Linked DNA regions of Sus scrofa: all the other regions are linked to region 2. Evidence: chromatin contacts called from public Hi-C data. All regions are on one chromosome and are shown on one strand. Each heading gives the region's core, a stretch centred on a gene start, on an enhancer-like site or on the middle of the called end of the contact. The rest is flanking DNA. Distances are from core to core; before and after follow the strand shown. Region 1 holds the start of RASGRP2 (RAS guanyl releasing protein 2). Region 2 holds the start of SF1 (splicing factor 1). Region 3 holds the start of CDC42BPG (serine/threonine-protein kinase MRCK gamma).

What was found. Hi-C and Micro-C count contacts between places; a contact is called where the count stands out from the background.
Region 1: a contact with region 2 is called in a Hi-C map of skeletal muscle, with 4 times the contacts expected there. The contact joins the promoter of RASGRP2 here to the promoter of SF1 in region 2. A contact is called at or near these places in 8 of 47 Hi-C or Micro-C datasets (blood, brain, heart right ventricle and 2 more) and 2 of 2 datasets of contacts at active chromatin or transcription factors (alveolar macrophages and skeletal muscle).
Region 3: a Hi-C map of liver shows a contact between it and region 2, with 3 times the contacts expected there. The contact joins the promoter of CDC42BPG here to the promoter of SF1 in region 2. A contact is called at or near these places in 1 of 5 promoter capture datasets (liver), 4 of 47 Hi-C or Micro-C datasets (embryonic fibroblasts, fetal liver, liver and 1 more) and 1 of 2 datasets of contacts at active chromatin or transcription factors (skeletal muscle).

What each region holds. Positions count from the first base shown.
Region 1 is chr2:7,422,483-7,426,095 of Sscrofa11.1, forward strand. RASGRP2 (RAS guanyl releasing protein 2) reads left to right here and starts at 2,323. Exons shown (of 17, transcript NM_001244158.1): 1 at 2,323-2,439; 2 at 3,087-3,189. The coding sequence starts at 2,367.
Region 2 is chr2:7,389,463-7,393,002 of Sscrofa11.1, forward strand. It overlaps SF1 (splicing factor 1), which reads left to right and starts at 1,833. Exons shown (of 15, transcript XM_003122587.5): 1 at 1,833-2,176; 2 at 2,179-2,240; 3 at 2,243-2,405. The coding sequence starts at 1,993.
Region 3 is chr2:7,326,154-7,329,861 of Sscrofa11.1, forward strand. CDC42BPG (serine/threonine-protein kinase MRCK gamma) reads left to right here and starts at 2,078. Exons shown (of 38, transcript XM_013994135.2): 1 at 2,078-2,361. The coding sequence starts at 2,202.

The DNA of each region.
Region 1 (3,613 bases), core at 1,073-3,572, 34 kb after region 2:
AACACTAGGCAGGGCGGGGGGCATCTGGGGGTGTCTGGGTGGGGGGAGAAGGCCCTGGGTTTAGTTCCCCCCTCCACGTCCCGCGCGGCCTGACCTCTGCGCACCCACCCTCGGCTCGGCGGGTGGCGCAGCCCCCCGCCCGCGGCCCTGGCCTCCCGGGCGGCGCGGCAGGGGAGGGGTTAAGCTGCCGCAGGGACCGCCGTGTGCGGGGCGCGAGGGAGCCCCCGATGGGGGAGGTGCAGCCGGCGGTGCGGAGCCCGGCGCTGGGGCGGGAGGGGCGGGGAGGGAGGGGAGGGGGCGGCCGCGGCGCGGGGGCGGGGCGGCGGGGAGCAGGGCTGCGGCGCGGAAAGCGGGCGGGAGTCGCAGCCGCAGCGAGGTCGGCGGGCGGGAGCGCACAGAGGTGGCGCCAGCCGGGCCGGGTGCGGGCTCCTTGCCGCGGGTCCCAAGTGTGAGTGAGCGAGCGCGGGCGGGGCGCCGGGCAGCGGAGGCCCGGCCCCTAGGGCCCCGGAAGGCCGCGCAGGCGGGCTGGGGGCGGCGGGTGGGTTGGTAGGTGGGGAGTTTGCAGCCCGAGTCGGGGGTAGGAGGGACCTGCAGAGAGAGCCGAAGCTCCCCGGACAACGGCGGGAGGGGTTGGCATCTGCAGCGTACCCAGGTCTTCCTAGCCGCGTCTCAGCGGGACCTTCCCCGGCGGACCCCCCCATTTGACAGATGAGAAAATTGAGGCTGTACAAGGCCAAGTGACTCTCAAGGTCACACAGCGAGGAAGCGGCAGAACCAGGCGGCGATGTCTCTGGGTGGCTCCTAGGAAAAGTCTACCAGAGAACTCCATAGAGGAGCCCCTGGCTTCCCACCCCAGGCCTGGGGGAGTATGTGTAGGGGCGGGGTACCTTCGGTGAGGCACGGCTCTGCCAGCGTCCAGGGGTGAGGACTGTCAGGGAGCTGGGACCGCAGGGCTGGTCCTATACTGCAGATGAAGGGGGCGGGGGCGAAATGGGCGTGTGTGTGCACCCACGGGGTGTGTTCATGTGTGGGAGAGTGTACATGCGTGTAGGTGCACGGTCTTGCGTGTGTGCACACGTGTGTGGATGTCAGTGCTGTCGTGGCTGCAGAGCTCCAGGCTGGCCTGGCTCTAGTGAACAGCAGGTCCGGAAGCCGGCCCCTTCAGCGGGTTTGCATTTTGGGGTTGAGAGCTCGGTATGTGTGCGGGGGTTCCTTCGTGCAGGTGTGCGCGGTTTGAGGGCCATTGTGTGTGTGAGAGAGGATGGGAGGAAATTGTCAGAGGCCGGGCTGTTTGTGAACCTCAGAACTCTGGCACCCCAGTGGGGGGTTCCTGGCCTTGGGTATATGGAATGGGTGTCTGCTCTTGCACGGGTGCGTCTGACTCTGCCAGTGACTGGAGTTGCCGGTGGAGTCTCTCCACCAGGCACACTTCACCCCCCACGGCACTAGCGCCCCCTTCTGGCCACCCTACTCTGCGTGCCCGAGTGTGGACGGCCTGTGTGTGCATTCAGTTCGACTGTGCAGTATGGGAGCCTGGGTCAGGAGTCGGGGCTGAGGATGAAGATGGCCTGCGGAAGGGCTGAGCCGGGATCCTTGGGGCCGTCACGGAGGAGGTGGCTTGGGAGCGCGCGGTTCCCAGGCTCAGGCTTCCCGCTGACGCCTCTGAGCCGCAGCGGGCTCCCCCCCCCACGCCCCCCCTCCCAGGAATGTTCCTTTCCACTCCAGCCCCCCTCCTAAGGGCAGGCCCCTGGGGGCTGCCACAGCCCCGCCTCCCCTTCCTGGGAGCCCGAGAGGGGGCGACGCGGGCAGGACGCCTGGGTTCCTCCCCCCTCTCATCCCAGGGAGAAATTCCTCCGAGGTCCCCTCAGGCTCTGGGTTCCCAAAATAACCCTGCGGGGGAAGGGAAGCTGTGGAGGGAGGGAAGCGGGAGGGGCGCAGAACCGGGCTGCGGGGTGCTGCAGGTGCCTCTGGGGAGAGGACTTGAGGACGAGAGGGCCTACGGGGAGAGGGGGCTGCGACACCACCCAGCCCCCAGAGTCCTGACTCGTCTCCATCCCCGGGGAGTCCCTCAGTCCTCCCGCGACTCCAAGGGTGGGCCGGAAGCTTCTCGGCCGGTTTGTTTCCCAACTGGTGGGTTGCACCATCCCGGACCAGACCGTTTAACCCCGGGAGTGGCCGCGGCGGACGACTCCGCCCCTGCCCAGCAGGGGGCGTGCACGCCCCGCCCCGTTTCTGCCCACGGGGCCGCACGCCCGGCCCGCGCCTCCTCACACTCCCGCTCTGCCTGTCTCCGGACAGGGGTCCGGTCCGAGCCCCGTGGGAGGCTCCCGGAGCGCAAGTTGGCCCAGCCTACCCCGCCGGCGGCCATGGCGGGCACCCTAGACCTGGACAAGGGCTGCACCGTGGAGGAGCTGCTCCGTGGCTGCATCGAAGCTTTCGGTGAGTGGCACCGGAGGACACACCCAGCCTGAGCCCAGCCGGGAGCCTGAACCCGGGCTCCTGCCTCCCAGGGCAGACCTCTGTCCCGGACCCACCCAGTTCCTCGTGCCAAAGCCTCTAGGGAAAGTCTCCTCTTCATCACAGGGCAGAGAGATCCACATGCTGCAGAAAGATGAAATGTGTCCCTTCCTTATTATGCCAGGGTTGAAGGGAGGGACAGGGTCCCCAGACTCTGACACACAGAGGAACAGTATCTGTGTCCCTGGGGGATCCGGAGGAACTGGCTATCTCCGGCCTGGGAGCTGTTTCCGGCTGATGGGGGGCGGTTTATCTGGTGAGGGGGTGCCCCTTTCCCCCAGCACTCAGGAAATGACCTCTGGATTCTTGACCCCGGGGAACCCAGGCTTCTTCCGCCCCAGCTGGTTCCCCTCCGGACTGCGAGCCCCACTCTGACGCTTCTCTCCTTGGATCCTGCCTTATCCCTCTCCCAACTGACCTTGTCTTTATAATCTGCCTCCTGGTTTTGGAGCTTTGGGAAGGCGGGAGATGGCCAGGGCCAGATACCCGGCAGGCTGCGGGCTAGGGTTTAGGGACCACGGCTGCTGGACCAAGGGTCACCTCGCTTCTCTTTGACCCCTCGGAGTTAGATGACTCCGGGAAGGTGCGGGACCCGCAGCTGGTGCGTATGTTCCTCATGATGCACCCCTGGTACATCCCTTCCTCTCAGCTGGCGGCGAAACTGCTCCACATATATCCTTCGCCATCCACGCCAAGGGCCCTGCGGTCCGAGTCCATAAACTAGCTCCGCCCGCCCCGCTGCCCAGTGGGGGTAGAGGATGGGCTTGGGTCCTAGATCGTGGGCCCCTCCCACGTCCTGGGATTGGCCCAGGCTCCCTCGAGGGCATAGGCTCCACCCCTTCCCGCCCCTCAGGACTAAGGCCCCGCCCCCTGCCCCCCAACCTAGGCCTCGCCCTCCCCTTCCCTACAGCCTAGGACCTGTCCCTGCTCCCAGAACCCAGGTCCCGCTCTCAGCCTCTCCCAGAGCCTAGCCCCCTTTCCACCCATGTACCCTCACAAAGCTCGCCTCTGCCTTCAGCCTGTTTCTGGAGCTTGAGCCTCACCGGGCCCCAGACCTCACCCCCAGAGTTTCTCCCAGAATCAGTCGCTGCCCTCA
Region 2 (3,540 bases), core at 583-3,082:
TGGGAACTTCCATATGCAGCGGGCGTGGCTCTAAAAAGCAAATATCTTCCTAAGTGTTATAGTCTGTTGACTTCGATCATTGGGTTACTTTCTTGAGTAATCAAATATCCCTTTTATTTATTTATTCATTTATTTATTTTTGCTTTTTTTAAGGCTGCACCTGTGGCATATGGAAGTTCCCAGGCTAGTGGTCAAATCCGAGCTGCATCTCCACAGCAATGGGGGAATCTGAGCCACATCTGTGACCGTACACCACAGCTCAGGGCATTGCCCAATCCCTAACCAATTAGCAAGGCCAGGGATCTAACTCACATCCATGATACTAGTCAGTTTTCTAAACCTCTGAGCCACAATGCAAACTCCACATCTTTCATGTGAGTTTCTCGTCTTCATAAGTCTTCATAAAGACTCTACCTATAGATGACTAGTAATTTCTTTCTTTCTTTTTTTTTTTTTTTTAGGGCCACACTGCAGCCTATGGAAGTTCCCAGGCTAGGGGTCGAATCAGAGCTACAGCTGCCGGCCTACACCACAGCCACAACAACACAGGAGCGGAGCCGTGTCTGCAACCTACACTACAGCTCATGGCGAGGCCAGATCCTTAACCAACTGAGCAAGGCCAGGGATCGAACCCACATCCTCATGGTTCCTAGTCGGGTTCGTTAACCGCTGAGCCAGGAAGGAAACTCCGACCCTGATAATTTCTATGTCTGTTTTACTATTGAGATTTAGAACTTTTTATACCATTTACTAGCTAAGTCTTTGCCTTGTTGGAGAATCTTTTTCCAGACTTCTCTGTTTCACTAATTTGCCTTTCCCACAACAATACCACATTGTTTCATTATTGTATCTTTTATATGCGTATCCTCTGGAAAAGCAAGCTCCTCTCAACCTCATTTACAAGTTTCCCCACTATTTCCATAGTTATTATTTGATATGACATGATTTAATCAACCCCAATCACGTTGGGAATTCTAATTCCAATGCACTGTATCTGTAAACCAATTTTCGGAATTGACAACTTCATATTGCTTTCTATCTAAGATACCTGTACCTCCATCGGCTCAGATACCATTTTTAATCCCTTAGTAGGACTCTACTTTGTAGCTTTTTTCCCCATTTTTAATTTTTTTCAAAGAAAACAGGAAGTCTCCTTTTACCTGAGTCGTCAACGGATCAAGTTTACGGGCGCGCGCCAGCCCCTCCCCCGTCCCTCGGTTCCGGGTTACCATGGGAATCGAGGATTGACGTCATCTAGGGCTTCCGCGCCGGACCGAAGATCGACAGGGAAGCCAGGGCCTGAAAGGCGGCTCTGACCATCTACGCATGCGCGCTCTTGCTCCACTCCTCCCCGACCTTAAATCTCATTCGGCCTGGGCTTTTCCGGCGCGACCTCTCGCTTAAACCCGGCGAGACTACTCCCCGTGGGAGGGGAGTAGAGAAAGAATCGAAACAGCGACAGCCAATCCCATGACACTACGACGCAATCGTGATTGATTGACTCCATCAATTCCAGCCAATGATAGAGCTGTTGGCCCCACACGTCATAGAATTTGCCCCACCCGATCCCCTCCTTTCTGGACTCCGAGCTCAGTCCGCGCAGTAACAAATGAAGTGCGCGCTGCGACACCTCCCAGCTCGCCAGGCTCGGCCGCCATTTCCTCGCCAGGCCTAACGGTCCGGCCAATCCCAACGCACATCGAGAAGGGCTAAGGCTCCACCAATCGGAGGCCGCAGATTTCGACCCCTTGCCTCGGCCCGGGCCAATCCAGGCTCCGGCCCCGTCGCCCCCGGCCCGCCCCCGCGGCGCCCTCTCTCCTCCCTCTTTGTGCGTCTCGCGCCGCCGCCGCCGCCGCCGCCCGCCCGCCGCGTGAGAGGACGGGATCCGCGCGCTCCGCGGAACGCAGTCAGGTTCCCTCCCCTCGGAAGAGTCACGAAGGAGAAGCCGTCGCCGCCGAAAAGGAGCCGCCGGTGCCGGTCCCCGGGGGCGCCATGGCGACTGGAGCGAACGCCACGCCGCTGGGTAAGCTCGGCCCCCCCGGCCTTCCCCCCATCCCCGGCCCCAAAGGGGGCTTCGAGCCGGGGCCACCGCCTGCCCCCGGGCCTGGGGCGGGGCTGCTGGTGCCCGGGCCGCCGCCGCCCCCGCCTGTGGGCTCGGTGGGGGCCCTGACCGCGGCCTTCCCTTCGCGGCGCTGCCTCCGCCACCGCCGCCGCCGCCGCCGCCGCCCCCCCGCCTCCCCAGCAGCCGCCGCCGCCGCCGCCCTCCCCGGGCTCCTCGTACCCACCGCCGCAGCCGCCCCCTCCGCCGCCGCTCTACCAGCGCGTGTCGCCACCGCAGCCGCCGCCGCCGCCACCCCAGCCGCCGCGTCAGGACCAGCAGCCGGGCCCGGCCGGCGGCGGAGGAGGTGAGTCGGGCCGAGAGAGCGCGAGAGGCGCCGCGCGGATGGGCCCGGCCGGCTGAGGGGCGCGCGGCGGTGGCGACGGCGGCTGCACGCGGCAGGGGCGCGCGCGCGCACGGGGAGGCCCGGGCGGAGGCGCCACGGGGCGCGCGGCCTGGTTCTCGGGCCTCGAGTGCGCACGCGCGGTAGGGGAAGGGGTGGGGGCACGGCGGGAGGAGGTTTGTTGCGCGCAGGCGCAGTGTGGCGGCCGGGCCTTAAGGCCCCCACTAAAATCTGGCGGGAGCTCTCTTGTTCTCCACTCCTAGTGTAGGGGAGTGGTGTGGAGGGGTCGAGTGGGTGGATGGGGTGCTGGGTGTGCATGTCTGGAGGGCTTGGAAGGGTCAACTGATGACGTGGAACATCCTTTTCTGGTTGTAGAAGAGTCGTAAAGGGAGGAAAGTACAGAGAGTAGCTCCTCTGTTTCTACAGTAAGGCAGCGTTTTCATTGCAGAGAATGAAAGAGATTGAAAGTCTTTAGGGGATGGTTGGGTCCGGTTTTTTGGTGTGTGTGGGGGGGTTCATTTTGGGGAAGGAAATTCTCCTTCTTATCTTCCTTTATGTACCTTAAAAGAAGTCTGACCCGCCTTCCTCTCTTGAGGCTTCCCCTTAGGCCTAGCTCCTGAGAAGTGGAACACTTTTGTGAACCAAGTGCTAGGGAGTTCTGCCTGTGGACTAGGGTAGGAGGATTTGGCTACTATTGTGTAGCTTGTTTTTTGTTGACCTTTTGATGTATCCTTTAGACATTAAGTGACCAACTAACTGGCCAGGAAAACTCAACGCTGATCTTAGCTAAACTTAGAAAGAAAGTGATCTTGCTGAAGGAACTTTTTCACTTAGTAACCGTAAGGTTGGTTGTGTTCTGGCTCCCTTCAAAAGGTGACAGGTGGGGAGGTGGAAGTGGGAGGAGCCAGCAGGTCCCAGTGTTGTTTTATGGACTTGTCTGAATATTGAGTCTGCTCTTATTGCCTCTGGGGCTGTTAATGTGTTCATGGGCAACTGTGTAATATACATATATGTCCTCAACACTTTATTTCACTACTTGAAACTGTGCGTTGAGATTTAGGTTGTTCTCGTGCTTCGCAGAATTTCTGTGGTCAAAAAC
Region 3 (3,708 bases), core at 828-3,327, 63 kb before region 2:
ACCACAGCCACAGCAACGTGGAATCTGATCCACGTCTCCGACCTACACTACAGCTCATGGCAATGCCAGATCCTTAACCCACTGAGCCAGGCCGGGGATGGAACCTGGGTCCTTGTGGATACTAGTGGGGTTGTTAACTGCTGAGCCATGATGGGAACTCCCAGAACTGCTTCTGATAGCAGGGCAGGACTGGCTGCTGGTCAAGGCTGAGGGGTTCACATACACAATGAGTCTTGAGGGGAATTCTAACTTTACGACTGCAAAGAAAAGGGCAGGGGATCCAACCCCCTTTTACAGGCAAGGCAACTGAGGCTTGGAAAAAGGATGTGACAAAAATGAACACAGGACCAAAGAGAATCACATACCAGATGGGCCGGGGAGGGGGGCGAGTGCCAGCTCTGCCCCATGAAGATCCCGCAGGATTCAGATTTTGCTGTCTGAGGCTCAGTTTCCCTCTGCTGTACTAGGTGAGGACAAAGTCTAAAGGGCCAGGGAATGGACTTGTTTGAGAACTTGGCATTCAGAGAGGCTAAGGGTCACAGCACACAGGGAGTGAGCTGGGACCCACGAGCCTCACCAGTTGGCCCTTGACTATTGGCCCCTGGAGCCGTGATGGGGTGGGGCGGGGGGTCAGGATGACAGAGAGAGGCAGAGGTCCATCTTCCACCCAGGACCCTTTCCCTACCTCCAGTTCCCTGAGAAACCGGGAACGTGGTCCTGTCCTGAGCACCTGGTCTCTGGCGCCCCCCTGTGGTCATAGAGGGTGGGAACGTTTCTCGTGGGAACTCTGCCCCGCCTCCTTAGGGAGGGCCTAGAACGCTTCAGGTGAGAGCCGGGAGGGTTCCGCACACCACGCCCATCCCTGTCCCCCACTCCCTCCCAGGAGACACAGAGACAATGACAACATCCCCAGATTTAAGTCTGGGTCCTGACTCCCCTTCCCTCCCCTGACTGATTTGGGTGAAGCAGACCACTGCACAGACTTTGGGCTCTGAAGCCACAGGGCAGGTCTTGAGATCAAATGGGAGACCCTCTGGAGGCCCCCTGAGTGCTGCCGGAGATGCTCAGTTCAGCTGCGCAGACACTGACAGAGCACCTCCCCCCTCAACACTAGCAAACGAACCCTGTCTGGACTCAAGAAGGTTCCCAATCTGAGGGCGGAGGCAGCAAGAGATCTTGGAGATCTTTTAGTGGAAGAATGTGTTGTCTAAAGCCACTAAAATGCTCCTTTGATCCCTCCTCTTGGACAGCCCCGCAGCCCCAGGGCCTCTGGTCCAGCCCAGCTGGAGACAGCTGGGCAGAAGTCAGAAATACCACTGGTCAGAGTCAGTCCCTCCCCTCTCCCACCTCCTCCAGCCCAGCCTCGACCTCTCCTTGGCCCTCAAGTTCCAGGCAGGCGCAGGTCCTGCCTGTGGTGGAGTTACCAGCCCAGCTCCACGCCACTCTAGCTGCCGGGCTTCCCTCCACCCAGCCTCCCAATTCGCCTTCGTCCTTCCCCAGCCTCAGCGTGTCCATCTGCCAAATGGATGTGACCATCTCTGCCTCATCTCCCCGTCTCCCAGGTCGTCTGTAACTATGCAAACAAAATGAATGAGAAACAAGCCAATTTTTCGGAGGGAGGTGCTGAGCGGCCGGCATCCCGGGGAGGGAGCGGACTACAACTCCCATCCGGCTCCGGGGCCGCAGGCATCCCCAGCCCCTCTCCCCGCGCTGAGGGAGAGGTAGCCCCTGCCCCAGGGGGCGAGGGAAGCTGCAGTGCCCTGGGCATCCCCCACCTAGGATAAGGGCCAGCGAGGGCCCGGGGAGGGCCGAATCTAGCGCCACGAGAGAACCCCGACTGCCGTCCGGGCCGCGATGGGACGCCCCCCTCCTTGCTCCGCCCCGCCCAGGAGTTACTCTTCGGGGCCCGCCCCCCCACTTCCTGGCCCGGAGTTGGCCCCGCCCCCGCGCGCCTTCACCTCCAGTCGCAGAGCCCATTGGCCGGCGCACACCTGTGCCGTCCGTCGGGGGGCGGGGCGGAGGGCGGGGTGCGGCGCCCAGGTGAGGGCGCGCAGGCGGCAGCAGAGGAAGGTGACAGCGGGGAGGGCGGGAGGGTGGGGGAAGACTCGCCGACCGACCCGCGGACCGACAGACGGACGGACCGACGGGCGGGCATGCGGGCGGCCCGACTTTAGCCCGGGCTCGGGGCTCCGGCCGCAGCCATGGAGCGGCGGCTGCGCGCGCTGGAGCGGCTGGCGCGGGGCGAGGCCGGCGGCGGCCCGGGGCTCGACGGCCTCCTGGATCTGCTGCTGGGGCTGCACCACGAGCTCAGCAGCGCCCCCCTGCGGCGGGAGCGCAACGTGGCGCAGTTCCTGAACTGGGGTGAGTGGCCCCGGCGGGACGGTGCGGGGGGTGGCCCCAGGGATACCGCTCCAGAGCCTCTCCCTCTGCGCCCCACGCCCACAGACCCTCCCGCGGGAAGCCGCACCCCCACAGGTTCCCTCCGCCCCCAACCCCCGCCCCCGCTGCCCCTGGCGGATGACGTGCACTAGCCCTGATAGGTGCCCCCAGACCTCCCGGTCACCTGCTTACTTTATCCTACTCGGATTCATACACACACTTGTACCCACTCCTAGAACCCGGCACATGTGCACAACACATCTCACAGACAACCAGAACCTTGGTAAAGACCCCAGACACAGGTACACAAAACACACTCCGCCCAAAGTCACGGCCAGGATTCCCTGCTCACATGTCACATCTTATGACCCACAAGAACACACTGTCACACGCAGACCCCTGGGACCTACTGACACACATGCTTTCTCAGGCTCCCACCTTACACATGGACACGCTGAGACACTTCCCTGGAGAGACCCAGGGAAGACACTTTCCTGCCGACCACCCACCCCGCTGGCTCTGTTACACACTTGTCTGTTACGCACTATCCACTCACTATCCATAGATAGTGCACACTTGCACACATCCCCAACACACATACCCCTTCCATTTCCCTGCACACAAGACCCCCCCGAGACTGGACGCAGGAACCAACCTCAGACCTTTTGTGTGCAAGTGACTGGCCGGGCTTCCTGAGGGCTGTTTCCTGGGCTGGAGCAGGGGCCCTGGCTGGAGGTGGGTCTGCACCTCTTCCTGGGGTTGAATCATCTGAGTCACCAGGAGTGGCTGGCCCCGCGTGACCCTGTACCCAACATGGGCACTGGTGCCAGCCCTGGGCTCTGGTCACACCCAGACAGGCCATGGAGGGAGGGCATGGGGGCCTGACCTGGAGGGTGGGGTGGGTGAGTGTTTGCCCAGTGGGCGACTAGCATTCCTGAAAGCAGGCACCAGGCCCGGGCTGGCATGGCTGGGGGCCAGAGAGTTGGGCCCCAGCCATTTCCCCTAGGATGAGGGCAGCCAGAGGACCCCTGCCTCTGCTGTCTGCCAGTCTGCCTGAAAGTCCTGCACCGTGTGTGTGTGTGTGTGTGTGTGTGTGTGTGTGTGTCTGACTGTGTTGTCATCACTCCCGTGATGCCCACGCACACGTGTGCTCCTCCCTCCCTGCCTCTGGCACCTCTGCCTTGGACCCCAGCGTGGGGGCCTGTCTGTTGACATCTCCTGAGGTAACTCTCAGGGCGGTGACTCACTCTGCTCCTGCCCCAACTTGTCCCTGTGTCCCTGCTCCTGCCCAGAGCCCCCCATCCCTATGGCAAGGCGAGGGGACTGGGC